Regions from separate parts of the Salmo salar genome. Here region 1 is linked to region 2. Evidence: chromatin contacts called from public Hi-C data. All regions are on one chromosome and are shown on one strand. The core of a region is the stretch at or near the end of the contact, and the rest is flanking DNA. Distances in the headings are between cores, read along the strand shown. Region 1 holds the start of LOC106566046 (F-actin-capping protein subunit alpha-1). Region 2 has its middle 6.3 kb from the start of LOC106566047.

Region 1 (2,700 bases), core at 174-2,673, 67 kb before region 2:
TAGAGTTGCACTGAAATCAGTACGCAGAACATCAGTATTTTAGGCCCTAATGTATGTCTTCATGTCCAGAAACAGACCCAAAGGTTGTGTGGGATACACAGCTTAATTCAACAGTAAAAGTAAAGTATTTTTTGCAACACTTCACTAGGACATTGTAAACACTACCAACAGGTTCTGGAACTTCTGGTGTGTGTGTGTGTCTGTGTGCTGTTGCCATACAGTTAAGATGCTCCCAAACACTGTTCCTTCACATGCTAAGTATTGTATTTACAAAATACCTATGCCCATTCTACTGGTCTGTACATGCATCTGACCACATCCCTGCTGTGGGCCTACCACTGAAGTGGCAGGAATGCTAGACACCAGTAGGCAGCCTCAAACATGTATCTATCTGCATGCTGCTGACAGCAACAATGGTCAAATCCAAGCTCTCATATTAACGTTGATTCGTTTTTGGTGATTCAATCTCAATTGGTGGAAAATGCCCAAAATCACTTTTATCGTGTATGACCTTCAGAAGTCTTGTGAATAGGGTTGTATGTGTTTGTGGGCTTTTTCATGAAATCATGACTTCAATGATTCCTATACCAAATAATTGGTCAATCGAAAGTTTGTGTTGTAATGCTTTACAGTCAATAGGCCAGGGGCCATCCCAAGACAGAAATGTGATTATAAAGTATGCCTAATATATTCAGAGTTGTTTCTAGCAGGGTGTGGAGGCTGTTGCAATCAATACAGGAAGTAGTGGCCTTTTCTGGCTAACCAACGTTAGTTAATAATATGATTTTAGACTAAAGCTATTTGCAAATAACCCATGAACAATTGTATGATCATGTATTGCTAGATAGTAACTACCTGACTCGGGGGGACAATTGCCATTGTAATGTTAGCTAGCCACCGTGCAAAAGCCCAAATGTGGCAAAGCCCAGCTAAAGTCAGACTTGACTGTGCTAAGGCACATACTGTACTAGCTAATTTCTGGCTAAGGAACATGGCTAACATTTACAAACATTTTAGCTAGCTAGCTAAGCAGTAAGCAAACTGCTTCTTGTGTATGGTATGTTTTAGCATGATGTATGGAGTTGTATATAGCTACTGTATCTAACTAGGTGATACAATGTATTCCCGTGTCAGTTTGTTCGCTAACTGTAGCTAGAATGTAGTGTTAGCTTAGCGAGCTAGTTGTAGCTTAGCAAACATTTTTTTGCGGCCAAAATATTTGAGAAAGGACACAAACAACCGAATCTACTAAACGTCGTAAAACAATGAGCAAAGCTTCTCAAGACTATACCTTCTCTTCCTCCGTGAGCTGTTCTTCGAAATCGGCCATCTTGGCTCATGAGACAAACCTCTTCTGATCCGCGACTGACTGCAGCGGACAGTGAGGAAGCGGATCTTGACAGTACCACTGGCACATGATTCCTCTGTTTACAGCACAGCCATCCGTTAAAAACATGGAGGACGCGACCAGCAGTAATCCTCAATCTCTTGGATTTACAGATAAATTAAAATCATGGTTGTCCTGGTCATGGACATACATATGTGCCGTTTGGTTTGCTATGGTTTTAACTATGATCTATGTTCTGCGAAGCCCCTTGAAACTGCAGGACACTCTTACCTCAGGTGAGTTAGCTAACGCTAGCTTTCTAAGAGTGGGCTAGCTAGCGAATGCAATGTAGCTAGCTAGCTAGCCAGCCTTCTAACGTTAGCGAGCTAGCAAATAGAAATCGAGAGACCGTGGAGGAACTGAAAGTTTGACAGCAAGCTGGCTAACTGTATGACAACACATTGCACAAAACATATCCCAGGTTGGTTTATTTATTGAATGGTAGCGAGACATATTAGCTAGCTAATGTGGCTACTAGCTATCTACGTTAGCTAATTTAGCTAGCTGTTAATGTTACGCTTGTGCATAACTAGCCAGCTACCTAACGTTAGCTAACATAATTCAACAATGCATAATGCTAGCTAGAATTGCATTAAAAAAACTTTATTTAACTAGGCAAGTCAGTTAAGAACAAATTCTTATTTCCAATGACGGCATAGGAACAGTGGGTTAACTGCCTTGTTCAGGGGCAAAACGACAGATTTTTACCTTGTCAGCTCGGGGATTCGATCTAGCAACCTTTCGGTTACTAGTCCAACGCTCTAACCACCACGCAGAAGTTTATTTGTCAGTGTGTCTATTAGCTTGTTACATAACATTAGCTATATCTTCATCTAGCTATATGGTCATGGTACTTCAACATCACTACTGTGGCTAGCTACAGTACACACTGACTCAGTCAGCAACTGCCAGTGTGGTGGGCTCTGCATGATCAGCAAGCTAATAGCTACCTTCAGAGTGGACAGTGTGAATCCCTGTTAGGCAAGTGTCATTCATTTTTATGCGATGCGTTTGATCTAACATAGCGTTCATTGTTGTTTCAGCATCTGTGTTCTTGAATACACTGACCCCTAAATTCTATGTGGCACTCACTGGAACATCCTCTCTCATCTCTGGCCTAATCTTGGTGAGTTGTAATGATCACAGAGTTATTTGTAGTTTGATTGTAGACACTACATCTGGAAATGTGGATTTCAAATACCAACACCAAAGGTAGCATATTGTACAGTTAGTGCACAATAATTATATGATAATCAAATAAATTGTTTAGAAGATTTGTGTACCGGTACATTGCTCTCTGTATGACTCTCACA
Region 2 (2,700 bases), core at 90-2,589:
AAATGACCAACACATGGACAGTGGAGGTGATGCTGGTAGTGCTGGGAGTGGCCTAAAATGACCAACACATGGACAGTGGAGGTGATGCTGGTAGTGCTGGGAGTGGCCTAAAATGACCAACACATAGACAGCTGAGGCGCAGTATGTGTCTCTCCTGGGAGTGAGGGGAGCAGGGGGATTCAGAAGCCTAATGAAATTATTGTCTGCTTAATTATATGACATGACACATCACGGTTGTTTTTGGCCTCACAAATCTTTTTATTCTAAAACACGGAGCATACATGCTTCACTGTACATAAAAAAGATGTGTCTACCCACAGCTACTGGCTAAGCTTGAAGTGTTTGTCCTTCCTTTGGTTACGTCACAGCCAGACCGAGGCTGCGGTGTCCTCATTACGTGTGACCCTGTCTTTCTTTACCTCCCGGACGGGCTGTAGATTTTACAGTGACAACTCTATAACAAATTGCTTTACAGGAAGCAGGTGATGGGCCACTGGGCCCCCTGTCTAGAACGCTCCAGCTGTGGAGTCTGAGCGCTCAGCACCATGCCACAATGCGACCATTCCTCCTATTCTGGGCCAGGCTCATGGTCCAGGCTAATTTTGGACGGGAGGACAGTGGCAGGGGAGAGACTGTGCCTGTCCCATCAGATGTCTGTCCTGGCCTGGATGACGACATAGCCAGCCTCTACCGCGTGTCACTTCCTTCGGCGTGTTAATAGATCTCCTCTTACAGGGTCGGGACAGTGCAAACAGTCACTCAGGATATTTTGTGGTTGGAGGTCTGTGAAGGGGTTGTAAATTCTATCTGTAAATCACAATGGCTAATGTGTTCACCTTGACCTCTCTGGCATGAATATTGTTCACACCTTGTCCAACATACCTACCGGTAGTTGAGGATGATATCATATCACATCCTACTAACTACACCATGTCTTATTACTGTACCTTGCTACAGTACATCCCTTGGCTCTCTCATGCTGTACCACAACGATTTACAGCATAGTCTGTTGTAGAACCTCCTGGTTGTGGTGATAACAGACATAGTGCTATTCTAGTGCTATTTCTACTTAAAGAACCACTTTCTTTTCTAAGAAAAAGTGCTTCATTAGCAAACTAGTCTTAGAGGACAGTAAAATGCATCTAGGTCAAGTGATAGGCTGGCATCAGACATGGGAGCTTAGTCTGCCTCCGCTCTGGCCTTCAGCTGCCCTCAGCCCGGGCCGGCAGATAGGACCTGCCTGAGCCCTAGCCTGTCACAGCAGCTCAGATGTGGCCACTCACAGCTCATCATCCAGGGACTGTGTTTACTGAGAGAGCTTTGCTGGAGGCCAGACATGTCTGTGTTGGCCTCGCAATGCGGCCCTGCTGTCCCACACAGGAATGTTAATGAGGTGAGTGGAGCAGGGGAGGTGACCCGCTCTGTTCCCATGCAGGCAGGAGAGGAGAGGAGGAACCGCCTGTCTGCTGAGAAACGGGTCTGCTACCCCGGTCGGTTGGTCAGTGCATGCTGACCTGCTCCACACTTCATAAGGTCACTCACTCTGAAATGACTTAACTTTGGCTTCAGATACCGGGCCATAGTAAGGCACATGTTGGACCATATAGGAGACATGTTGAATATGAGCAACGGAGCGCTGGGTTACTAATGGACTGACTTTGGATGAGACAGAAATTGTATACATCTACTTCACTGTAACATTTCAAACCACAGATTGTATGAAACAAGTTTACACTACAAGTTTACACAACAAAATTACACTATTTCAATTGAAAAGTTTGTGGTCATACTCAAATCCTTAAAAAACGTAGGTGCTGGGCTAATAAAGAATACATGTGAAGAACAGAAAAGATTCACCGCTTGAATTGGGAGCATAAACAGTGTAGAGGCCTTCCTGTTCTTTATTTTATTTGCAATTTCACAACAGCTGGTGGCTGCCTTTGTGCTACTCTTGATTTTGTCATCACCCAAAAGACGAACACATACCAGAAGAATACAACATGAATGTTTTGGGTTGAAGCATCAGTGCCTTATTCATGGGAAAGTTGTAAGTGGTGTGGTAATTACAACTTTACATATTTTATTTTCATTTAATCTTTATTTAACTTTAACCAGAGCTGTTAAGTCCAATCCTTTTCTGTTGGCTGTGATTAGAGCGAGCGCCATTCATTGTGTGTGTAGTAGAGGTGTGTGTACACAGTGATTTTCCAGTGTTATCTGCTGGCTGGGGGCTTTATACCAGAGACAGCGAGAGTGAGTACCTTTGCCTGCTACGTAATGAAACAGTGACACCTGCTGGATAGGGCCACAATCAGTGGGATTCAAAAGAGGAACAATTTCAATTGCATGCATTTCCTTGATTGTTCACCTTCTCTCTCCTCACCTCCTTCTCAAAATCCATTGGATCAGAAGGTTAGAGTTCCCGCCCCTATGACTTTCTCAGCCAATGGGTTTTGTGAATGACACGAGGAGAGAGGACGCAAGGAATCAAGGAAATACAATTGAGATTCTCTCATAGACCAGAAGAAAGCAATGGACAACCAGTAAAAACAGGAAAGCATGGTCAGATCCTTTAATGTGCGTTGGAAACTACCAGACCAGGGTTATTGATCAATAGATATATAAATAGATACAGTGAGGGCGAGGAAGTGAGCGGTCTCATTTTATATCCATCATGGATAATACTGTAACAAATCATAT

The links. Hi-C and Micro-C count contacts between places; a contact is called where the count stands out from the background.
Region 1: a Hi-C map of muscle shows a contact between it and region 2, with 8 times the contacts expected there. The contact joins the promoter of LOC106566046 here to the enhancer-like site in region 2. A contact is called at or near these places in 3 of 3 Hi-C or Micro-C datasets (blood, gill and muscle).

Annotation. Positions count from the first base shown.
Region 1 is chrssa12:86,577,666-86,580,365 of Ssal_v3.1, reverse strand. LOC106566046 (F-actin-capping protein subunit alpha-1) reads right to left here and starts at 1,423. Exons shown (of 10, transcript XM_014133853.2): 1 at 1,292-1,423. The coding sequence starts at 1,330. It overlaps LOC106566045 (suppressor of tumorigenicity 7 protein-like), which reads left to right and starts at 1,344. Exons shown (of 15, transcript XM_014133852.2): 1 at 1,344-1,623; 2 at 2,431-2,513. The coding sequence starts at 1,416.
Region 2 is chrssa12:86,510,855-86,513,554 of Ssal_v3.1, reverse strand. No RefSeq gene overlaps it. Among protein-coding and RNA genes, the nearest start is that of LOC106566047, 6.3 kb to the left of the region's middle. Within about 2 kb of position 1,339, at least 2 of the 13 cell types and tissues checked have an H3K27ac peak or open chromatin away from gene starts, as enhancers often do. A contact at or near this core is called in muscle, where this site is marked.